Regions from separate parts of the Mus musculus genome. Here regions 2, 3, 4, 5, 6 and 7 are each linked to region 1. A link is a contact called in public Hi-C, HiCAR-type and promoter capture Hi-C data. All regions are on one chromosome and are shown on one strand. Each heading gives the region's core, a stretch centred on a gene start, on an enhancer-like site or on the middle of the called end of the contact. The rest is flanking DNA. Distances are from core to core; before and after follow the strand shown.

The links. Promoter capture Hi-C pulls out the DNA fragments that hold promoters and counts their contacts. A called contact is a pair of places that touch in the nucleus more often than the background predicts. HiCAR-type assays count read pairs that join an accessible place to other places.
Region 2: a contact with region 1 is called in a promoter capture Hi-C map of pre-B cells, with 4 times the contacts expected there. The contact joins the promoter of Lats2 here to the promoter of Nupl1 in region 1. A contact is called at or near these places in 4 of 39 promoter capture datasets (the C10 cell line, hippocampal neurons, liver and 1 more) and 1 of 115 datasets of contacts at active chromatin or transcription factors (astrocytes).
Region 3: a Hi-C map of uterus shows a contact between it and region 1, with 5 times the contacts expected there. The contact joins the promoter of Ints6 here to the promoter of Nupl1 in region 1. A contact is called at or near these places in 2 of 39 promoter capture datasets (the C10 cell line and pre-B cells), 2 of 484 Hi-C or Micro-C datasets (CD8 T cells and uterus), 2 of 115 datasets of contacts at active chromatin or transcription factors (astrocytes and thymic regulatory T cells) and 1 of 9 other capture datasets (adipose tissue).
Region 4: a contact with region 1 is called in a HiCAR-type map of astrocytes, with 5 times the contacts expected there. The contact joins the promoter of Sap18 here to the promoter of Nupl1 in region 1. A contact is called at or near these places in 5 of 39 promoter capture datasets (cranial neural crest, hippocampal neurons, liver and 1 more) and 2 of 115 datasets of contacts at active chromatin or transcription factors (astrocytes and large pre-B cells).
Region 5: a contact with region 1 is called in a promoter capture Hi-C map of liver, with 5 times the contacts expected there. The contact joins the promoter of Mrpl57 here to the promoter of Nupl1 in region 1. A contact is called at or near these places in 5 of 39 promoter capture datasets (cranial neural crest, hippocampal neurons, liver and 1 more), 4 of 115 datasets of contacts at active chromatin or transcription factors (astrocytes, embryonic stem cells and large pre-B cells) and 1 of 9 other capture datasets (adipose tissue).
Region 6: a contact with region 1 is called in a promoter capture Hi-C map of pre-B cells, with 4 times the contacts expected there. The contact joins the promoter of Zdhhc20 here to the promoter of Nupl1 in region 1. A contact is called at or near these places in 2 of 39 promoter capture datasets (liver and pre-B cells) and 1 of 115 datasets of contacts at active chromatin or transcription factors (astrocytes).
Region 7: a contact with region 1 is called in a promoter capture Hi-C map of liver, with 4 times the contacts expected there. The contact joins the promoter of 3110083C13Rik here to the promoter of Nupl1 in region 1. A contact is called at or near these places in 5 of 39 promoter capture datasets (the 3T3-L1 cell line, hippocampal neurons, liver and 1 more), 1 of 484 Hi-C or Micro-C datasets (CD4 T cells) and 1 of 115 datasets of contacts at active chromatin or transcription factors (large pre-B cells).

What each region holds. Positions count from the first base shown.
Region 1 is chr14:60,249,864-60,253,074 of GRCm38.p6, reverse strand. It overlaps Nupl1 (nucleoporin like 1), which reads left to right and starts at 1,596. Exons shown (of 15, transcript NM_170591.2): 1 at 1,596-1,912. The coding sequence starts at 1,806. Gm38641 (a long non-coding RNA gene) reads right to left here and starts at 1,601. Exons shown (of 3, transcript XR_874661.1): 1 at 1,522-1,601.
Region 2 is chr14:57,744,389-57,747,599 of GRCm38.p6, reverse strand. It overlaps Lats2 (large tumor suppressor 2), which reads left to right and starts at 1,477. Exons shown (of 8, transcript NM_015771.2): 1 at 1,477-1,710. It overlaps Gm52140, which reads right to left. Exons shown (of 3, transcript XM_030248241.1): 2 at 1,262-2,305. The coding sequence ends at 1,288.
Region 3 is chr14:62,759,570-62,762,780 of GRCm38.p6, reverse strand. It overlaps Ints6 (integrator complex subunit 6), which reads left to right and starts at 1,669. Exons shown (of 19, transcript NM_008715.2): 1 at 1,669-2,233; 2 at 2,538-2,615. The coding sequence starts at 2,123. 4931440J10Rik (RIKEN cDNA 4931440J10 gene) reads right to left here and starts at 2,280. Exons shown (of 7, transcript NR_045503.1): 1 at 2,195-2,280.
Region 4 is chr14:57,796,621-57,799,831 of GRCm38.p6, reverse strand. It overlaps Sap18 (Sin3-associated polypeptide 18), which reads right to left and starts at 1,643. Exons shown (of 4, transcript NM_009119.3): 1 at 1,478-1,643; 2 at 1,235-1,344. The coding sequence starts at 1,606. Mir3077 (microRNA 3077) reads right to left here and starts at 1,408; the gene lies at 1,345-1,408.
Region 5 is chr14:57,824,498-57,827,708 of GRCm38.p6, reverse strand. Mrpl57 (mitochondrial ribosomal protein L57) reads right to left here and starts at 1,470. Exons shown (of 2, transcript NM_026401.2): 1 at 1,387-1,470; 2 at 1-1,200. The coding sequence starts at 1,192. The coding sequence ends at 884. Ska3 (spindle and kinetochore associated complex subunit 3) reads left to right here and starts at 1,546. Exons shown (of 9, transcript NM_198605.3): 1 at 1,546-1,699. The coding sequence starts at 1,597.
Region 6 is chr14:57,888,576-57,891,786 of GRCm38.p6, reverse strand. Zdhhc20 (zinc finger, DHHC domain containing 20) reads left to right here and starts at 1,451. Exons shown (of 13, transcript NM_029492.5): 1 at 1,451-1,724. The coding sequence starts at 1,607.
Region 7 is chr14:57,997,785-58,000,995 of GRCm38.p6, reverse strand. 3110083C13Rik (RIKEN cDNA 3110083C13 gene) reads right to left here and starts at 1,684. Exons shown (of 2, transcript NR_166770.1): 1 at 1,534-1,684. Micu2 (mitochondrial calcium uptake 2) reads left to right here and starts at 1,734. Exons shown (of 12, transcript NM_028643.3): 1 at 1,734-1,966. The coding sequence starts at 1,757.

The sequences.
Region 1 (3,211 bases), core at 347-2,846:
AAATAATCATCCTTTCTCACTGACCTTATGAGTCCTCAGAGCCAGACATGTAGCTCTTGCTAATTTTATGTTGGTATTTTCAAGTTTTGGAGCCTTTCAATAAAAATCTGGGTTCCTCTTAGGTTTTTTGTTTTTGTTTTTTTTTTTCCAGTTAAAAGGAAAGTTTACTGGGACATTCATGCCACTACTGCACCAATAAAGATATCTTGCCAGGTTACTCCTTATTGTAGTTTGCATGGCTCATGGCTGACATGACATCATGTGCCAAACACACCTTTTGACGTCATCTAACTTTTGTGACCTGCCAAAGGGAAATGGCGAGGAACAGAGTTTTCATCACTATGAGTATTTGGGGGAGAGGACAGGGCTCTACAATGAATCTGGAGGGTGTTCCGGTTCAGCCAACTGCAGGTAGCAATGCTCAAGGTCAACACAAAACAAGTGCTGAATTGTGGGGGAGCTGTGAGAAAAGAAGTGCCAAGGATTTGTCATATAAAGGGCACTGAGGGCCAGACTCAGAGACCGTTGGGCTTTTGTTCGAATCACTACCATGGGGAGGATTGTGCTTTAGCATAAATCTGAGGGGTCTGATGATGGGATCAATTTCATCGAACAAAACTTGGCAGCTGGTCAACGCACTTGCAGGAATAGTATGCCAATTCCTGCCAGAGAATTAAAGAACCATGATATGATGGCAGTGTCCCCAGACCACCGCTAAGAAGCATTTCTTGGTGCCCACGTTGCTCCGGGTGCCCGTACATTCTAATTTACATCCCTCTGGGTTTTTTTTTTTTTTCAGATTTATTTATTTTATGTATGAGTGCACTGTAGCTGTCTTCAGACACACCAGAAGAGGACATCAGATCCCTTTACAGATGGTTGTGAGCCACCATGTGGTTGCTAGGAAATTGAACTCAGGATCTCTGGAAGAGCAGTCGGTGCTGAGCCAGCTCTCCAGCCAGATCGCTCATCCCTGTCCTTACACTTTCCAATTCGCAGTTCCTCTCGTAAATACCCCAAGTTATGGGAAAGCCACATAGCCAGGAAGCAGTCTTCAGGGAAGGTCCCCAAGAACGGCACCCATCCCATTCACCGTCCACTAGGATTTGGGGCACAGTGTCCTGACCTCAGACTCGGAGGCAGAGGAGCCTGGCAGTGTCACGCCGCCCCGCTGAACCCTCCGTGCAGGAAGCACAAGCGTGCAGTACCATGGGGTGCTGACCGGAAGCGTGTGCGACTTAAAACCCGTACATTTCTGGACCCTCAAAAGGTAGACACCCTCTTTTTTTCTCGGGTGCAGCGACACCCAAATGAAACTCAGACGTCCCCTTGGAGGAATGTGAGGTGACGACCAAGGTCTTCTCCAACTCTAGAACTCTACGCATGGCTTTTGACAGGAGGCCGGACCGAAGCCGCACTCCAGGGCCTTCATTCAGGAAGTAAAGCACGAAATCCCGCGAGACTCTCCGGGCACTTCAGGGGCTTAGCGCTTTAAGCGAGTAGGCGGGGCGCCCACCTTACCTCATCCGCCCGGCCTCACACGAGTACCGCTTCCACTCCGATCCCAGGGTTCCCTGCGCGGCGGGCGCGCTTCTAGTGCGTTCGGCGCGCGGGCGGTGTCGCGCATGCGTTCGCCTGTGGCTCCGCCCACTCCGCCCTCGCCTTGCCGCACCGCCGCTTGGGGTTGTTTCCCACCCGGTACCCGCTGGGCACCAGCTATGTGGCACGTCCCTCTTCGGCAGTGAAGGGACAGAAGCGTCCTAGGCCTCTCCACCCTAGCTGACGCCTTCGCGCCAAGGGCCGCCATGGCCACGGGGTTCTCCTTCGGGTCTGGGACCCTCGGCTCCACCACTGTGGCCCCCGGCGGGACCGGAGCGGGCAGCGGCTTCTCCTTCGGGACCGTCGCGTCTAGGTAATGGTGCCGCCTAGCAGGGGACCCTGGTGCTTCCCCGCGGAGGTCTGCACATCGAGGCCTGCCTTCAGGCTGCTAGGCTTCCCTACGAGCCGCGCAGTGGGCTGTGGACCCCTGCCGCCGAGGCTCTGCAGTCCCCGGTCGCGCCGCGACGACGCGGAGTGGGCCCGACTGCGGGAAGCGGCCTGGAGTCGCGGCTACGCCTACGCGACCCCTCGGGTTCAGGGATAGAATGAGTGTTGAATGAATGACAGCTTGTTGCTGGCTTTTAGGAACAGAAAAATAGGTAGGATGTAAGTTAAAAAAAATATCCCCGGGTGGTTTAGATTTCGGTTTTGAACGTTACGATGCATTGGATTTATGATTTTTTGTTTGTTTCAAGCCTTTGTGCCACAGGACCCCCTTCTGTCTTTTTAACATTTTTATGGCATGTATTGTATCATAGTTATTTTGTGCCCTATACAGATTAGCATAGCATCGCAAAGCATTTTGTGTTATAACCATCCACCACATGATCTTTTCCGTTCACTGCAAGCTTAAGTGGTATATTCTTCAGTTTGTGTAATAGATTCCGGTAGTGACAGATGAGTAGCTAGGGATTCCAAAAAGCTATTTCACTGAAAGCATTAATCACTCAGACTCGGCCTTTGGTAAAGAGTTGATCAAATGAGGAAATGTGTACTCGAAGGACAGGTATCTCCCGAGGCATAACAAGACCTATAGGCTTAATGTCTCAAAGAAAGCTCGCTCTCTCTCTCTCTCTCTCTCTCTCTCTCTCTCTCTTAACAGCCCCCGTTAGATACAGCAAATCCAAAATAACAGTACAATCAGACTGCCCCAGTTAAGTCCCATTTTTGCATATGCTTTCTTAATCTTCACTACCTATGTTGTCGAGACACAGGCGACGGTGTGCTCTGCTGTCTCTTTTAACTTTCACCTTGTTTTCTTGTGTCATCGATTAACTGGCTTTAGGTTTGTCGTTTTTAATGGTGTATCTTACTTAGTTCTTTTTTTTTTAAAGATTTTAATTATTTTTATTTAATGTGTGTGGGTGTTCTGCTTGCATCTGTGCATCATGGCTGTGCATTGCCCTTAAATACCAGAAGAGTCCGTCAGACACCCCCCCCCCCCAACCACCACCACTACCACACCACACCACACTGGAGTTAAGGCCCACTGTGAGCTACCAAGTTTTAAATTTAAAATGGAGGGATAGTTTGGGAAGTGGTGGTGCACGCCTTTAATCCCAACACTCTGGAAGCAGAGGCAGGCAGATTTCTGAGTTCCAAGCCAGCCTGG
Region 2 (3,211 bases), core at 228-2,727, 2.5 Mb after region 1:
GCCACCACTGTTTGACAAAAAGAAAGTTATTTTTGTTCTTTTAAAAAAAAGATTTATTTTTATTTATGTGTGTGTCTGTGCTAAGCATATGCACATGTGTGTGTGCATTTACCCACAGAACAAGGCATTGGATCCCTTGGCACTGGTGTCTCTGTCTCTCTGTCTCTCTCTCCCTTCCTCCATCCCTCCCTCCCTCTGCACCCCTACTTTCCCCCTCTACCGGGTTTCTCTGTGTAGCCATGGTTGTCCCGGAATTCTCTCTGTAACCAGATTGACCTTGAACTCAGAGATCACCTGCTTTCCTGAGAGCTGGGATTATAGGTGTGCATCACTAACCGGCTTCCCTAACATTTCTTAGAGCAAGAGATAGGAACTTTTAACACACAGTGAAGGTTGCCAGTGCGCTTGGGGAGATGGGGGAGGAAGTTCCCAGGTGAGTGCTAGACTCCTCTTTTACAGAATATTACTTGATGCATTGGTTTCTCATCACGGTGCAAGATGTCAGTGTAGCACACAGGGTCAGGCTGACTAAAGAAAATGAGGCTAATCTGCAAGAGGCTTAATTATTAAAGTTCAAAGGACAAAGAAATGAGAATCTCTGGAAGAAGCCTTAAGGGAATTAGAGAGGTGGGGGTGGGGGTGGGGGTGGGGGTGGTGGTGGTGAGGGGCAGTCCAGGACTAAAGTCTGTTGAGGCAGTTAAAACAGTCCTGACAAGGGTTCTTCTGACAAGACAGCCTGAATTTGGCACAGGAGAGGGGGCTCGACTTCCTTCCCGAGGACAAAAATAAAAACTGGTACAAATGATCTTCACTCTTGTGAATTTCTTCCGGAATTGAAACTTCAAATGTCACGTTTGCTAATTAAAGAGGAAGTCTGGTTGACTTTTAAGACTATTAGTCCCCACCATCACTTACCACAGATCGTAAGTTGGTGGGGAGTGTGACGTTAGACAGCCAATAGTAAACGAAAGACTTTGCTTCCACGCTGTTATTTCTCAGCGTCTGTCCCTGGACCAAATCCCCAAATGGAGGATAAAGGAGTGGCCGAAGTGTAAACGCCAGTCTCCTCGGCTGGTTCGTGCAATACTGATGTGTTTTATAAAACCATAAGGCACTTTCCTAAAACGTGCCCAGGGAGGGAGCTGGTTAGCCTGCGTCCGGTTAAGCCCAGGCTGTCAGGCGTCCCGGTTTATTATTTGATGCCCGGGTCTCAGCAGCCGGCTGCACTTTCCGTGGCTGGCACCGGGGCCTGTGAACTTACTTTTCTCACCCACTGGTACGAGGCGTTTAGGGAAACCGGCGCTCCCGGGCTGGGGGCTTCCGACGCGAGCCCAGCGCAGGGCAGGTGGCCGCCCAGCCAGGCGGCGCAGGAAGCGGCCCGTGGGGCGGAGCGGGCGGCGGGTAGCAAGGCCGCGGGCGCCCCGCCCGGGCTGGTATGCGGCCGGGAGTGACGCGGGAGGAGGGGTCACGTGACGCCCGTGGAATGCCAACAATGTAGCGAATGTCCCGCTCGGGTCTGCGCTTCGGAACCGCGGCGTGAGCGCCCCGGGAAGATGGAGCCGCCGCCGCCAGCGCCGCCGCCGCTTCCCCGGGCTCCCCCGACCCTCCGGGGTCAGCAACCACTGCCGCCACCGGCGCCCGGTCTCCCGGCGCGCGAGGTCCCGGAGCCGCGGGCCAGGACGCCGCCGAGGGTGTAGAGCGCTCCCGGAGGTGAGGGGCCGCGGCCGGGAAGTTTGTCGGGACAGGGCTCCGCCCGGTCCCACGGGCGAGCTGCCCTGCGGGACAGGGACAACCCGTCCGCTGGGTCCCGGGCGGGTGCGGAGCAGCGGGTGGCGGCGGCGGGGCGGCTTTGTTGTGCTCGCGCGGCGGCGTCCGGAGGCCCAGACCCCGCGTCCCGCGGCGCCGACCCCGCCCAGCCTGGGCCTCCGTGCGCCGCGCCGTCCACCACGCGCGCTCGCGGCCTTGCGCGCTGCACCTCTGGCCCTCGGCGGCGCGGTGCCCGCCCGGTGTCCGGTGTCCCGTCCCCGGCTGCGCCGTCCGGCGGTCGGTGCGGGGCGGTTGCGTAACGTCTCTTTTGAGCCGACTTCTCCCGGGCCGGCCTCCGCCGCGACTCCACGGCCTGAGTCCGTAGCGCTGGTCACGCACGAGCCTCGCCTGCGTGGCCCGGGTCTCGCCCGGGCGACTTCGGCCACCAGCGGCGTGCAGGAGGCGGCCGGGTGAAAACTTATGCCTGTGAGTGTGAGCGGGAGAGAACTGGACGTGCAGATTTTGTTGACAAAAAAGTTTGAGCGAGGACTTTTCACGCCTTTAAATTTCCCCTGCTTGCCCGTAATGTAGCCGCTTATTAGGGAATTTGTACCAAGTCTTGCTCCATATTTTTAGTTTAACCCCAGGTTAGGTCAGTAAATGATGCTCACCAGTTTTGAGTGCTAAATCTGGAGACAAGGCTACTTTTTGTGATTTTTCTTTTCTCCCCTTTTAGCAACTGTTGTAATAAGGCGCTAACAAAAAAAAAAAAATCTTCCAGCATAGGAATGCAGACGCTGCTTAGAAAGCCTGTTTTTAACTTAACTATAGTTAACAATACATTACAGTATTCAGCCTCTCGTAAAATTTTGGTTATCCAGGTATAGAAAACGCTGTTGAACGAATTCACCATGGTTCCTTTGAAATTGCTTAACTTTTACCACACTTCAAAATGTCAGCTTCATATGGTACCAACAGAGGCTGCTATACAGAATTACAGAATCCGAAGTTTTGAACTGAGAGTTTTTCAGCTTCGCCATCTAGTTGGAATAGTATAAATGTAAATTGGAGCTGTGGGTTATTTCTTTCCTTCGAGAAATCACGGCCTTGGTGGGAGGGACTTTCAGTGGTGGGAGGGACTTTCAATGATGGGCGGGGAACACGTTTACAATAAAATGCCTTGTTATTTTAAATGCTGTGTTGTAAATAGCCTGCCCTAGGCCCTTAAAACCCACTGGAGAGTAGAATGGAGGTTGGAGCTGGTAAATCCACACTAAACTCGAACGAAAGCTATTGGGGAACCATGTGGGGGAGGGTAACGCGGGGGTGGGGGTTTTGTGTTTGTATCGGGAAACCTAGACCAACACAACGTTTTGTATTTATTTCATGCTTGTAATAGCGCGAAACTTTTAAGTAATATTTCGTACTATTTAAAAATAGTATGCTTGAAGGACTACAGATGATA
Region 3 (3,211 bases), core at 420-2,919, 2.5 Mb before region 1:
AAAATGTCAGAGCTGCAAAAACAACTCTGTATTGTCACTGATCTCTTATTAGGATCTTCTTGAGATCTGAAGTCTTAAGCAACAAACACAAACCTTGGAAACTATTCCTATCACCCTCCATTTAAGGGATTGTTTTTTTCTTCCCGAATTACAATAATCATTTTCTGATTTTCAACGTTTTTATATTTTCTTCGAATACTGCAAACTCTTTGAAGACAGGGACCACAATTCATATATTAATTTCTACCAGCCCCAGGCATAACTAGCCTGCAGCACATCCTGGTTGTTATTTAATCAGTTAATAGTCTTACTCTCTAATAAACTCATGCCTGTACTATGGTTTATTCCCATAGAACAGTATGCTACTATTTACTGATAATAAGTTAAACAACGTTCTGAGGCTTTTGTTTTTGAAATATTAGGAAAAGCCCAAACAACAAAGCCTGATTTTAAAAAAGCGCCACAAGCATGTCACTACAGATGCCCAGCAGGCCAGAATTTCAGCAGAGAAAATCCGGAAATGCAGGGCCAGTGGGAGAAGCCCTACAAATACCGACTCTTAAAAGGCCTCAATGTTCCGAATTCAACTCATATTTCAGGCAGCGGGTCTTGCAGTTTCCCAACTACATTTGAGAACAATTCTCCGGACTTGCAGGTGCAGACTGAAGACTTAATATGACAGGGGTTGAGAATGTTTTCCGACACAACACTGGCAAAGACTTGAGAGGCGGGTTTCCCAGGAACCTATCTATTCTCTGGGTCACCTGCGCAACGTGGTCATCCCTTTTCACTTTTAAAACGAGGGCAGTGGATTAGGATTTGGAAGGCCCCCCTTTCATTTCTTAATCTAGTCTAGTGCCTTAACACGATTTGAAGAGAGAACTAGGTTGGAGAGGACAGTTGCTTTACTAGTCCACATCTGAGTTCCGCTTCGGGTTTGCAGGGTTGGGTGAGGCACTCCAGGGCTGGCTTCCTTTTCGGTGGATCCTCTGACCGGCTAGAGCCGGAGCCGAAAGACCGGCGGGGATTAATACCAGGTCATAAACAACCTCTCACTTCCCCTCCCCCGCCCCCTCCGGGCCGCCCCAAGGCCCGGCCTGCTGCAGCCGCGTGGGCCTGCGCGCTCCCGTATTCTTCGTCCGTTCACCCTTCTTGGCCCTGCGTTCTCAAATCGCGACGCAGGGCCCTCACCCACAGGTTGGGGGCGGCTTCCACTTCCCTTCTCCCGACCCTGTCACCGCGCACAGCCAAAAGGCCGGCCGCCTTGACACACACGCCTAGGGCCGCTGCCCGCCCTCCGCGCGCCGACGCAGTCCCCGCCCCAACCCGCGGTGCTTCCGCGGCCTGTCCCCGCCCCTTCCCGAAGCCCGCCTCCCGGCTGCGGGCTTCGGGCCGCCCGCCGCCCCTTGCGCGCTGGCTCTAGCGTGCACCCGCTGCCCCGCCTCCGCGCGTGCTCAATAACTGTCCTCTCGGTCGGCCTGCAGGCTTCCCCCGCCCCTGAGCTGTTTGAATATGCTAATGAGGCTGTAAGGACCAGCCAATAGGGCAGTGGGCCTGTGGATCACATGACCCGAGTACGTGTCAGGGGCGGAGCCTACGTAGCCCCTGCCCGAGTTAAAACCGGAGTGTGAGAGAGAAAAGCGCTTCAGTAGCGAGAGGGGCTGAGAAAGTGGTGACACCGCTGGGGTGCGGAGGGAGTCTCTCAAACTTCTCTCAACAGCCCCAGGGCCAATCTCCCCTCAGCCCACTCCCCTCTTCGCCAGATCCCTGGTCCCCACTCCCTGCACTGGGGGTGGGGTGGGGAACTGGGCCCGTCTCCCGCGGGGACACACACAGGGTCCGGGAGTGGGGACGGGACCCCCAGGCCGGGGGGGACGGACGGACAGACGGCCGCGCGGCCGCCCCAGCGGGCAGGCAGGCCGGAGGCGGGGGTACGGCCGGGAGGACCTGGGCTGGGGAGTTTCCTCTCAACTATCGGGGGAGAAACTCCCCATAGCTGGTGTTTTCCTCCCGGGGGCCGCGTTCCCCGCCCCGCGTATCGGCGGTTGCCGCCGCCGCCGCCGGTGCTTCCACCTCTGCCATCTCTTCACCACCTCGGGCCCCGGTGTCCCCGGCCAGCACTATGCCCATCTTACTGTTCCTGATAGACACGTCTGCCTCTATGAACCAGCGCAGCCATCTGGGCACCACCTACCTGGACACGGCCAAAGGCGCGGTAGAGACCTTCATGAAGGTACCGACTAACCCAGCCCCGGTGGTGACCCGGACCCGGTGGCCCGCGGGGGGCAGGGCGGGGGGCAGCGGGTTTACTGCGGGCTCCGCGGGCGCGGGGACCCCTCCCCCACCGCGCGGGCGGGCGGGCGCTGGGAGCGGGCTCTGCTGGGCCTGGCCCATGTGGGGCTGCTGTGGGTGCGGGGGGCGGCGGAGGGACGGCCCTGCGTGTGCGGTACTGTGGGGGCGGCCAGCGACCCTTCTGCGACTGGTAACCTCGCCTCTGTGTTTCCCTCTCTCCCGCCCGTCCCCACCCTGGCCCGCAGCTCCGTGCCCGGGACCCTGCCAGCAGAGGAGACAGGTATATGCTGGTCACTTTCGAAGAGCCGCCCTATGCTATCAAGGTAACAGCCCTCGCCCTCCCCCTCCCTTCCCTGATCCTGCCTAGCTCGCCCTCCCCGCCCCCTCTTCATTATGCTCCCCTCCCCCACGGCCGCTCCCGCCTCCAGGTCCCTTCCCCGCGGCCTCCCACCCCTCCCCAGCCCGGGAGCGTCAGCGAGGTGGCAGTTTCTGGCCCACCGCCGTCCCCTCCGGGTCCTGCTCGGCCTGGCGGCGGAGGCGCTACGATCAACATGGCCGACATTTCCCCTCCGCGGCGTGAGCGGCAGCAATGAACTGTGGGGGATATTTATTCAAGTTAGCCCGAGTGACAGCGGGGCCCAGCCTTGCCTAGCCCGGGTTTGCATTAAAAGGGAATCAGCCAAAGCTGGCAGGGAAGCCTGGAGGGGGGCTTCGAGACTTGGTCATCACAGAGTGGAACTAGGAAGGCCACCGATCGGTGGGACAGCTGTGGTCAACTTAAGAAGTCCTGCTGCCATCTGCCTCCCACTAGCACCGTCGCAACACCCGTCCCTTGCACACAATTTGGAGGATGTTATGTTAGCAAATTTCCCAGTGAAGTTATTAAAGTATTAAGACGGTTGTTAACTTAACAAAAGGT
Region 4 (3,211 bases), core at 394-2,893, 2.5 Mb after region 1:
AGATATAATATCGAAACTGACACAAACTATACATACACCAGTGTGCATAGTTCAAGTAAAATCTTATTTTTTCATAACTGTATGTAGTTCACTGTGTAATAAAATAAGTTATAAAACTTCAGACAACTGTTACCTTCTTATGTATTTTTGCAACTAAATTTTACCTGGCCAGAATTCATACTCTATTCTGCAATTAACTCCGAAATTTTATATATCGTTCCTAGTGAACTTCAATGCTGGCATAAACTCTGATTTTCTTTTGAGGCAATTTTTAAAAATTAAACAAGCTTTTACAGTCTGAGTGCCCTAGCAGAAGAAGGGTAAGCTTTATAGCAGAAAGTCTCAAGAGCATATGCTGAAAGGTGTGTACAGTAAACACTACATTTTTAAAGTGAAAAACTTGATTATTCCAAGATTTTGATATCCATGTGGTTCTGGAACAATCTCTACAGATAACAGAGAGATAACCCTCTTTAGAAAGCTGGGCTCACGGAATAGAAAAGCAGCACTTAAGCAAAGTCCGGGCAAGCTGGAAAATTCATTTGTTGGGGGACACGGAATTTTAGTATGTGGAGAGTGGCTTAAATTCAGCCGCTACTCAGTAGTTTTCCCTTATAAATTCAATCACTAGCTCGTGTTTTGGATGGGGGTGGGGGGATGGGGGGTTGTTTGTCTGTTTTCCCGAGAAAGGGACTCTTTTGTGGTGTATCTTACCACCGCAACAAAAATGTATTAAAATTCGCCTTTGCTGCTTTTCCAAAGCTATTACAGTGTCAACCTGACACAATCCAAAGGACAAGCCTGTAACGGTCCTAGCTGCGTGGGTCCTGAGCAAGGCAGGTACTCGGAGATGAAACACTTGGGACAGCCGTCCTCACCGTGCAAACACCAAACGCTTTGACACCAAGGGCCGGGGCAGAAAGGGCTCGGTGTTGATGGTGCTTTTTAATATCTTGGTGCTGCGTGGCTCGAGGCTTCCCATTGCCTCCACTCTGCGAACACGGTTCACTCAACAGCCATCTCCCTCCCCGTCCTCTACCATCTTATCCTACCGCACCGTAAGCTACCTACGTATCCTTTTGTACCGGGCGGCCACACGGCGAGAGCGACGCCGGTCAGTTCACTCTGACCTAACGTTTCATCCCCACTCCCGAAAGGCGTCACACGGCGGGCGAGCCCGCCCTGGCTGTCCCCGAGGACGCAGCCCGCCAGGCCCGGGTCCCGCGCGGCTCACCAGGTGTAGATCTGCAGCTCGCTCGAAGGCACGTTCCCGCGGGAGAACTCGTCCATTCGGTGGTGGCGGCCGTTGTTGGTGGTGAAGACCCGCAGCAGGAGCGGGCAGGTCTGCGGAGAAGCAGGGAGTCAGCCTCGGGCGCGCCATTTGGCCTGCCCGCCCACCCGTCCGCAGGCCGCGCCCGCCCTCCCGCCAGCTCGCCGCTGCTGCCACCTCTGCCCCGCAGCCGCCCGCAACCCGCACCTTCTCGCGGTCGATCGGCTTCTCCGGCTCCTTCTTAATTTCCTCCTGGGTAACGCGCGACTCCACCGCCATCTTCCTCCTTCGGCCCGGGAGACGCTCGCCCTGACCTCCGACCCCTGCGGCGAGCATGAGCTAGTCGTCTCTCGCGAGGAAAGGCACGAGGTTTTATAGGAAACGAGTGGCAAGGCGGGGCATCGCATGGCGCAGGCGTATTTCCGTATGTGTGGGTGCACACGCACGCACGCGCGCGCGTACGTGTTGCCTTGGGGAGAGGGGTGGGGCACACGCATGCGCAGTGCTCTACAGGCGTCTTGATCGTTCTTAGTTGTTTTCTTACGTGCTCACTGCCCAGGTCAGCTTAACGTAATATTTTCATGCGTAGTGATGAAAATGTGTAGCGATCACGAAAAACTTAAGAAAATTCACATGACATGTAAAAATATGAACCAGGTAGTCATAGTGATGATAAACCGACTGAACTGGTTAATATGGACCCCCAGTGCAGAAAGGTACTGCAAGGCCAGCGAAATGATACCTTTTCTGTAGATGATGGGGTAAAGCTGTCTGTTTAGGGGCTATGAATGAAATAGGCTCTTTTTATGTCACGCAAAATTCAAGAGAGGCAAATCCAGCGGCATGGTGATGCATACCTTCACCTGGTCTTCAGAGTGTCAGGACAGTCAGGGCTATGTGGAGAGAGCCTGTTTCAAAACAAAAACTACAAAAGTATCAGTGAGAAAGACTGATTGAAAAAACCTTCATGCCGGCCAGTGGTGGCGCACTCCTTTAATCCCAGTACTTGGGAGGCAGAGGCAGGCTGACTTCTGCATTTGAGGCCAGCCTGGTCTACAGAGTGAGTTCCAGGACAGTCAGGGCTACACAGAGAAACCCTGTCTCAGAAAAAGAAAGAAAGAAAGAAAGAAAGAAAGAAAGAAAGAAAGAAAGAGAGAGAGAGAGAGAGAGAGAGAGAGAGAGAGAAAGAAGGAAAGATAGAAAGGAAGGAAGGAAGGAAGAAAGAAACCTTCACAATATGCTATAGATACTAAAACATAAACCCCATAGCTCCATTTTAAAGCAGTTGCTTTAAAAATGAAATCTAGACAGTAAGCATGTAAGGTTCGGAATGTCACTGCTAACCCAGAGAGTTCGTTAAAGATCTGGTGACTGCTTTTAATAGATTGCTTTACAAACAAATCGGATGTAGTATATCTGCAAAAATTAGACACTGCCAGTAGCAGCTGTTGGCCTTGGCACTTCTGAACTCCGGTGAGAAGGCAAGCTGGCACACACTTTGGATTCTTTAGGGTTCCTTGCTAGTCATCCTCTAGTCCTTACAACCCCTTCTTGCTGATAGACTCTAGAGAAAATCTTTGCTAGGAGTATATCCAGAGACATTATGAGAATGCTCTTCACTTGAGGTTCTTACAGAGGACCAGGCTACAATTCAAAACACCTGTAACTCCAGTTCCAGAGGCTCTGATGTCCTCTTCTGGCTTCCTTTGGGCACTGCATGCATGTGGTGCACAGACATGAAAACAGTCAAAACACCCATACACACAGCATAAAAATAAACAGATTTAAGAGGATGTAGAATGCTCATAACTTCAGACAGAAGCTGCTCCTGTAGCGAGGACAAGCCAGGCCTTACTAAATCCTCTATCTAGGACCTCCTTCCCTAAACTGCTGTGCTCCTAGTCGTTAACAGACCCAAGGCAGGGTGGGACAACACAACTT
Region 5 (3,211 bases), core at 221-2,720, 2.4 Mb after region 1:
GAATGCTGTGAAATCAAAGGCAGGCTCTATTCTAGAGCAGTGGTTCTCAACCTCCCTTACACTCTTTAATACAGTTCCTCATGTTGTGGTGACTCCAACCATAACATTATTTTCATTGTTACTTCACAACTGTAATTTTGCTGTTATCATAATACAAATCTCTGATACTCAGCCTCATGAAAGGGTTCTGCAACCACCACAAGGGGTCATGCCCAACAGGTTGAGAATGGCTATCCTAGACAGAAAGTAAGAAAACACCCCTTGTACAACAAAGCTCTAGCCAAGTACCTCAGCCTTAAGACTCATCAGTTTGTAGTTTTACAGCATTTAAATCTAAAAGGTGCAAGGTATGGTGGCACTTGCCTTTAGTCACAGCACTTGGGAGGCAGAGGCCAGTAGATCTCGGAGGTCAAGGCCAGCCTAGCCTATACAGCAAGTTCTATGGCTATATAGTGAGACAAACAAAAAAAAAAAAAACCCCACATTTTACAGAAGGGCAGGGAACCATGCCTGTAATTCCAGTAGCTAGGCACAGGGAGGGCTGCTGCAAGCTTTAGGCCAGAAAAAATAAAAAACAACCCTGAAAATAGACCGATTATGCACATATGGAGCCTCAAACAGTCTCTTTTGGCCTTCTGAGTCTAGGTCTTACTAACTACATCAGCAAAGATTTTCCTGCCTCCACCTCTTAATGTTGGGATTACAGGTGTGAAACAAACGCCTAGGTAGGGTCCCAAGTATTCCGTATGAGACAACTATTAATCAATCATGTTTGCTTTAATAAGATACTGGTCGAAGGGGTCACACTGGTACATAAATTACATTTTCTCAGCTCCAGGACCAAGTAAGGATAGAGCAGTCCGGTATCCATAATCTTGAAGGGTTAGGACCATTTCTTCGAGATGTTGAGATGGTCTAGCTGGTCTGCAATGTATCTATGCTTAGGGAACTTGGAAGTGGCCGCTGCCTTGATGGCTTCAAAAGCCTGGGCCCGTCGCTCCGCGGCGTGGCCGCACTCCTGCTCTGCTGTCATGTAGGGCATGCTGAGCCAGTAGTGGTTCTCGGCCTCCACCTCCAGGCGACGGATCATGCTCTCCTTCGCTTGGAAAGACACGGTACGCGGCCGCCGGTGCTTCCCGATCCACTGCCTGCCCGGAATGCGGCCGCGGAGGAGGACAGCGGTGAGGAACATGGTGCCTCCTGAGGAAATGACACGAAAGCCGCGGTCGCTGAGCCCCGGACCCGGGAAGCGAGCAACCGGCGTGCCAAGCTTGCGCCCACATCCCGCGGCCGAATCCAGAGCACGCTCGGCCTCTCGCCGGAAGTGAGTGGCCGGGAGCCGACTACACTGCAGGATATGGGGGTGGGGGCTCCCCGAAAACCCACCTCGCGTACCAACCGGCCCGGGACACGCTCCCCTCGGCGCTCCGCGTCCCCCGACCGATGCGGCGGCGCGCTGCTTCCGGTCTCTCTGGGGCCCTGATGCTAGAGTTCCGCTCTCGCGAGAGACGCCTTCTGCGCCTGCGCAGGATTCAAATGTGTAGCGCGTTCGTTCGAGGGGACTGGAGGTCAGCAGTCGGCTCGGCGGCCCTCAGCATGAACCCCATCCAGAGTTTCCACTGTAAGCTGCGGGGTCTGGCCACCACGCTGGACAGCGAGACGGCCCGGCTGCTGAGAGCGCTGGACGGCGAGGACAGCGGTGAGTGGGCGCGGGCGGGAGAGTGCGGTTCTCAGCGGGCGGTGTCGTCCAAGGGGCGTAGCTGATCTGTGATGGAAACTGTGCGGACAAATTCTCCTTGTGGCCGCAGGCGAGCGGGTGGTTGGGTGTTTGTTAACAACATCCAGTGGCAACTGTATTAAGACGCACTAAAACCCTGTTTTCTGTACGTGTAAAGTCATTTCGTCTCACTCGAATGGGCCCCTATTGAAGCAAGCATCTGCATTTTCTCCACTAACACTCTATTTGAAGTACAAATACTCGGCACTGCTGTTTTTTTGTTTGTTTTAAGATTTGTTTATATATGTATATGAATGCTCTATTTGCGTGGATGCAGGCACGACAGAAAAGGGCAGCAGATCCCATTATACATGGTCGTGAGCCACCTTGTAGTTGCTGGGAATTGAACTTAGGACCTCCAGAATTGGAGCCAGTATTCTTAGCCACTGAGCCATCTCTCCCGCCTCTTGTTTTATTTTTTAATAATAAAATTAAACATCATTTCTAACTTGTACTAGAGATTTTTTTCTTTTTTCTTTTTTCTTTTTTTTTTTTTTCGAGACAGGGTTTCTCTGTGTAGCCCTGGCTGTCCTGGACCTCACTTTGTAGACCAGGCTGGCCTCGAACTCGGAAATCCGCCTGCCTCTGCCTCCCGAGTGCTGGGATTAAAGGTGTGCGCCACCAAGCCCAGCCTGAGATTTTTTTAAAAAGTTGCAAGGTCACGGAGTGGCGTCCGCCATGAATCCCAACACTCAAGAAGCTGAAGGAGGTAGATTTTTGCGAGTTCCAGGCTAGCACCTGACCAATCAACCAGGCTTAGTGAGACCCTGTCCAAAAAAAAAAAAAAAAAGAAAGAAAGAAAAAAAAGAAAAAAAATCGATGCAAAAGTAGTTCAGATTTTGAGATTATCATAAAATGTCATAAATGTAATCTGTCTCGCACCCAGTAGGTCGAATGTAGTGGCACTTGCCTTTAATCCCAGCACTCTAGAAGGCATAGGCTGGCAGATCTCTGAGTTTGAGGCCAGCTTGATCTACAAATCGAGTTCCAGGACATCCAGGGATATACAGGAAACCCCTGTTTTGAAAAACAGAAACAAAGCAAAAATTGCACCCCGTAGACACAGATTCCTCTTACTTATAACTAACTCTCCATTTGGAAATGTTTTGGAGACTATAAAAGTAACATGTACTGTAGGAAATTTCAAATACAGAAAAGTAAAAAGAGTATATGTATTTTCTATTTAATTCGTAACAGACATCACTTACTGTTGTAGCTTTTTTTTTGTAACTGTTCTTATTTTAGGGAATTAAAATATGCTTTATTTGTTTATGTTGTTGAGCTAATTCGGCATACTATACTAAAGTTCATTAGTATTTCAACTGTATAAAAGTTCTTTTCACCAAGTGTTTGTTAGTCTGTAGTCTCACTAAAACATTACCTCTGCACAAACTTCATTTACTTTTTGTTTATTTGTTTTACAAGAAAATGTTG
Region 6 (3,211 bases), core at 202-2,701, 2.4 Mb after region 1:
CACCTTAGTGCCCTAGAGTTGGGTCAATTTTGCCACTAATATGTAGTCAAAAATTTGAAGTCAGAATATGTTTGCTTTTTTTTTTTTTTTTTTTTCTCTAGACAGGGTTTCTCTGTGTAGCTCTGGGTGTCCTGGAACTCACTTTGTAGACCAGGCTGGCCTTGAACTTAGAAATCTACCTGCCTCTCTCTCCCAAGTGCTGGTATTAAAGGTGTGCACTTCTGGGTCCTAATGTCATCTTTAGGGCATGTTGCAATTTTCTTATTGTATACATGTTACTTTAATGTAACAGTAGTGTATGGTGACTAAATATTAATACTCATTTTACTAAGTCTTTATCATACTATAATAGCAGTTACCTTCTTCTTGGAGACTTTAGTAAATAGTCTGTTTTAGCTGACCTCAAACTCACAGAGTTCCACTGTCCTCTTCCTCCTGAGTGTGTGGAATTAAAGGCATGTGCCACTATGCCCAGGGCCAAAACCCAAACCAACCCAAACCAAACTTAAAAACTTTTCATTTGTCCTCAGACAACCCCTGGGCCACACATCCTCATGAGCAGTGGTCCATGCACATCCGCACATAGAATGTAAATAAATGAATGTACTGTGTTTTAAAAGAATGTATGAAATTATTCCTAATGATTGTACATTATGATGTTTCACAGCAAGGCTTCTAGATTCTAAGATTGCAGTCATTACTTAGCAATCTCCAGCTGTAAATATTTGAAAATCCCACTCCAGGAAAGGGCTGTTTCTATATTCTGCTTTCATGGTGTAACCTTAAATGTGGACTCCAAATCAAACTGACCTGTTGTATATGGCTTCCACCTTAAATCTCAGGCTCCTACCAATTCAAACAAAACATGGTGGAGAGAGCGATACGTGGACCAAATTATCCCAGGGGATTCTTCATTGGAGACACATTATAGTCACAGGAGTCTTATATTTAAGTATATATAATATTTTTCTTGCTTGCACGCTTGAGTGATGCACAGCCTTATGTAATAGGGAACCCGACTTGTATGGGTCCTGAAAGACCTAGGGGAAGAGTGTTATACAGAGTGCCACCCAAGGCACACAGGGCAGCTAAGAATTCATTCCTCTCCCCTTGCGCATCCCCATCCCTCTCGTCACCCAGTCCTAGATGGCCTCCTACACATCCTTAGCACTCTCCTCTCTTTTCCACCAAGGCACCCCCAAATCCCATGGGCGGGCCTGAGCAGAAGCCCCGCCCCAACTTCAGGCCCCGCCTCCTTCGGCCGGGTAGCCCCACCCCCTACGGGGATTGCCAGGCGCGGGACTAGGGGCGGAGCGGCAGGATGCGGGGCAGGGGCGGACCCGGTCCAGGCGCCGGGAGGGGCGGAGTTGCAGCGTCGCCCTTCACAGCTCGCAGCGGGATGAGAGGCGGGCCCGGAGGCGGGCCCGAGGGCGGGGTCAGGGGCGGACCCGGGCCAGGCGCAGGGAGGGGCGGAGTTGTGGCGTCGCCCTTCGCCACTGCTTGCGGCGGCGGAGCCTCGGGGGCGGGGAAGCTGGCGACAGGGCCGCTGGGGTCTTGTGGTCCTACAGAATCGTGGGCAGCGGGACCCGGCAGTCAGCAGAGGAACATGGCGCCCTGGACACTCTGGCGCTGCTGCCAACGCGTGGTGGGCTGGGTTCCGGTGCTCTTCATCACCTTTGTGGTCGTCTGGTCCTACTACGCGTACGTGGTGGAGCTGTGCGTGAGTGAGTACGGGAGGCGCGGGCGGCGGGCCGGGCCGCGGGTGGCAGGCCGAGGCCTCGGCGCCGCGTTCTGATTCCGCGGGGCGGCCTGCGCTTCCCCAGCCCGTGGGTTCCACGTCCGAGGGTTCCGGCCCGCGCTTCTCCGGCGGTGGGGGCCCCTGTCCGTGGGTTTCTGCCCACGGCTCGCTGCTCGAGGGGTCCCGAGTTCGGGCCTGCGCGCCGCCCACGCTCCAAGCTTCCGGGTGGCTGCAGTCGCCTTGGGGCTCCCACCCTTCTGTGACGGAATGCTCACAAAGGCCTTTCCTTTTGAACTAGAGAACCCCTTCTGAGACGGCTTGTGAGGTCAGTTTGGCTAAAACACACGCACACACGCACAAAGAAATCTTTTCCTCCCAGATTGTTGCTCCCCAAACTGCGCGAGAAGAAGCGCGTAAGCTGAAAGCAGCCTGGGGGCCTGGGAGGGAGGTGTGTCTCCCGGGTCTGCAGTGTGGGCTCAGCCCCTGGTCTGAGCTGTATTTGACCCTTTTTAATATTCATCTGGGGGTCTCAGTGCTGGATTTACACAAAATGTTGTTTTGAGGCACAAGGAATTGAACAAGAGAGGTGCAAGCTCAATGACTTTTTTTTTTTGCCTGTTTACTTTGTAGGTTTGTATTGCTTATACCTTTAGTTTTAGGGCTTTGGTTTAGTTTTACTTTTGCTATTTTTCTTATTTAATTTTTTTTACCGTATGGTTCTTACCTGATTTCCTGGGATAAAGGAATAGCGTTGCATTATACTTACATGACTTAGCCGATTGGTTCATTGTCATTAACACCCTAGGCCATTACTATGTCAGTGATACTAAATAATTGCCTGTAAGCTTTGAGTGTGCGTTCTATACCTACTGGCTCTTTACTGTGTTCGTCTCCCGTCAGCATTATTAAATAAAACCCTAAGAAAAAGCAGTCCCTTGGTTTCCCAGAAGTGATGTGGTTTTAATTTTCAGACAGAGCCCTCGGTTATCTGAAGGACAGATTTTCTTTGGGGAAAAACATACGGGGTAAATACAAGAATGAAAAAAAAAAAAAATCGGGCTGGTGAGATGGCTCAGCGGGTAAGGGAACTGATTGCTCTTTCGAAGGTCCTGAGTTCAAATCCCAGCAACCACATGGTGGCTCACAACCACCCATAAAGAGATCTGACACCCTCTTTTGGTTCGTCTGAAGTCAGCTACGGTGAACTTACGTATAATAATAAATAAATCACTCAAAAATGGTAGAGCCTAGACCTCAATTGTGGCTTTGGATTTGGCGAGCTCCAAACCAAGTACTTGTTTAAAAACTCAAGTTCTGTTCATAGAAGACCCTGAAGTAGCTGAGCTTCTGCAGGTTTTTATTTTTACAGATTTTTTTTTTTTTTGAGACAGGGTTTCTCTGTATAGCCCTGGTTGTCCTGGAACTCACTTTGTAGACCAGGCTGGCCTTGAACTCAGAAATCCGCCTGCCTCT
Region 7 (3,211 bases), core at 435-2,934, 2.3 Mb after region 1:
GGACCCCAGGCTACAGAAGCCAAGCTTTCTGCCAGGATGAAATCCTTTCTACCACCAAAAGAACATCCAGCCCTGAGGTCGTGTTCCACATCTGCCATAGAGAAGATGAGCGGGGGAGGGAAGAGGGGGCTGGTGACAGGGGCATGGAGCAGGTGTGCACCTACTGTTAGTCCCATGTGGGATCACAGCTACGAGTCAATATTTTGTAAGAACAAAATGTAAAGGAAACATACAATAAATAGCAACTGTTTACAATACAGTGGCTTTGTCTGGGAGATCTGAAGAAAATCATTGTCAGAAGTCTGGATCAGATATTGTTTAACAGAAATGAAAGACCAGGCGCTCGGGAGGAGCAGACAAACAGAGATAGGCCCTTGAAAAGTGTTGGCCAGCTTTGAAAGATTACAAAAAAAAAAAAAAAATCCAAAGAAAAATAATGGCTGTTGCTAAATGCCATGCATAGGGCCTGACAGCACTGACCTGTACATGCAAATGTTGTCAAAATGCTAACGTCCTGTACATTTTACTTCATTCAAACACCAAATTTTAGGGGCTGAGTAGACAGCTCATCAGTTAAGAGTGTTCTCTGCTCTACCAGAGCACCAGAGGTCCATTCTCAGCACCCATATCAGGCTGATCACAACTGCCTCTATCTCCAGCTACAACACCCTCTTCTGGACTCTGGGGGCACCCACCCATATGTGGCATAAATACACAGAGGCATACACATAAAAAATGAGTCTTGATAAATAAATATAAAGGGCATTTAGCTATAAAAAACGGAGATCTGTAAGGGTGAGCATGTACACATATTCTTTCCTTTTTTCCTTTTGACACAGGATTTCACTATGTAGTTATGGGTGGCCTGGAACTCACTGCGCAGACCAGAGGTCAGAAAACAACTTATAGGACTCTCTTCTCTGACTTCTAACTCAGGTAGGCAGGCTTGGCATGAAGTGCCTTTATCCACTGAACCAACTGTCTCAAGTGACTCACTATAATCAGACATGTGACATTTGGGGCAAATATAATATCGTCAATATTTTCAGCCCCTTACCCTAGCCTCTTTGAGGATGAAATTCTACTGTTGCATCAACACCCACAGTGGTTATACCCAGCACCCTCTGCCGCTTACTGTTAGAAGTGTTTCCCTCTCCAGCTCTAAATGTGCCCACTTACGACTGACATAGGCTTTCCCGAGAGAGCTAAAGATGCTATGTTTAAGTCTATCGACTGAAAAACCATGCTAAATCTAATTTGATTCCGCATTTATCATCAACACCCTTCTTAGTCCCTATTCTTAATCTAGTTTGTCCAATATATTCCACCCAGAATCTATTACCCTTCCTTTAGTCTAATTTCATGGGGGGGGGGGGGTAGAGACCAGAAGGGGGCGCTGGATGCCCTGGAGCTGGACTTATCTGTGGCCTTAAGTCTCCGGAATCCAGCTGTGGTGCTCTGGAAGGGCAGCAAGCACCCTTCACCCCTGAGCCATCCCTGCAGCCCCTTCTTGGCCCACAGTGGTGACCTGACCTGTTAGGACAGTTAACCAGCTAACTCATGTCCTTTGCCTTGGAAACTGTCACCGGAGCCGAGGGTCACCTCAAAACCACGCTTGAACGTCGAGGAAGCAGCCACACCTAGCAACACACGCGCAGAGCACGGTGGAGGGTGATGAGCTCTCGCGAGAGCCCAACTCTGTTCTCGGGCAACAGACGGTGAGGGCGGGGCGCGACGCTCGGGCGCTTCCGCAAAGATGGCGGCGGCTGCGGGAAGAAGCGCTTGGCTGGCGGCCTGGGGCGGAAGGCTGCGGCGCGGGCTCGCGGCCGGCCGACGAGCTGTGCCGACTCGCGGCCCTCTCGCAGCGGCTGTGGCCGGGGTAGCCCTGGCAGGCGCAGGAGCGGCATGGCATCACGGCCGCGTGAAAGCAGCCGCGCGCGAGGGCTCCCGAACGGTGTCGGCGCAGGTACGGCTCAGCCCGGCCCCGCCCTCAGGCACCCCTGGGAGGGGGGCGGAGGCACAGGAGACCCTAGGCGCCTGGCACGAGCCTGGAGGGCCTGGGGGGTTCCGGGAGGAGGCGGCGGGAGGCCCCGCCCGGGATGCGTGTGGGCGTGGCTGGGGCACGCCTCTGCCCACCTGGTGGATGGAGAAGGGTCCTTGACGTTTGCGGGGGCTGGGCACCCCTTAGTTAGCCTGCATCGTTAAAGAGTTCCCTGGTCGCTTCTTTGTTGAAAAGGGTGGCGTCGACCTACTGTGTGAGCCACACACCCCCCCAGTCTAGAGAATATCAACTCTAAAAGTTAAACAGCTGATAGTTGCAGATTTTATCAATTCCAATGACAGCTGTTACATAAGTCGAAACCGTAATGTTTTAGTGGACCCCGCCTACGCGGCAAAACAAGTTTTCCTAAACCTGAGCTGTCAGGATGCAAATGTTAAGTACCCTACTTCAAGATGAACCCGGTCTTGTAAAACCTTGGAAAGTTTGAATGTACTCTCTAAGATTTTTATAGAGAGAGGCATTTCAGTGTTTTGGGTTTTAGGGTTTTTAAAATTAAAAGCAGTTTTTTATTTTCCTTATTTGCTAGGTTTCTGTTACCTAGTTCTAGTGGGAAAACTCAAGCATTAAAATACAACAAAAAGAAAAGCATACCTTACAGATTAAAGGTTGGTAACTGTTTGATTATTGAACAGTTTATACAAACATTGACTCCAACCTCACACCACATCAGAGGTGGAAAAAGCTACACAAGCATTATAGACTACTTTTTAATGTTTTCTGTGATTTGTTTTCATTTTATATGTATGAGTGTTTTGCCTGCGTGTATGTGTGTACACTGAATGCAGACCTGATGCCCAAATGCCATAAGCTTGCATTGGGCCCCTAGAACTAGAGTTACAGGTGATCCTAAGGGACCACAAGAGTGCTGGGAACTGAACCTGGGCCCTCTATAAGAGCAGCAAGAGCCCTTAACCACTGAGCCATCTCTCCAGCCCCAACATTTTTGTTCATTCTATGTCAACCAAATTTATTGTTCATTATTGGTTTTTCTGTTTGCATATTCAATTCCATCCTATCCAGAACCTTAGGTTAGTCCCCCTGTGGTATTTACTTTAACATCCAAAACTACTAGTGCCTAGGATAATAAACTCATGTTTTGTTTTGTTTTGTTTTGTTTTTTGCTGGTGTTGAGTTTCCAATATAGTAGGC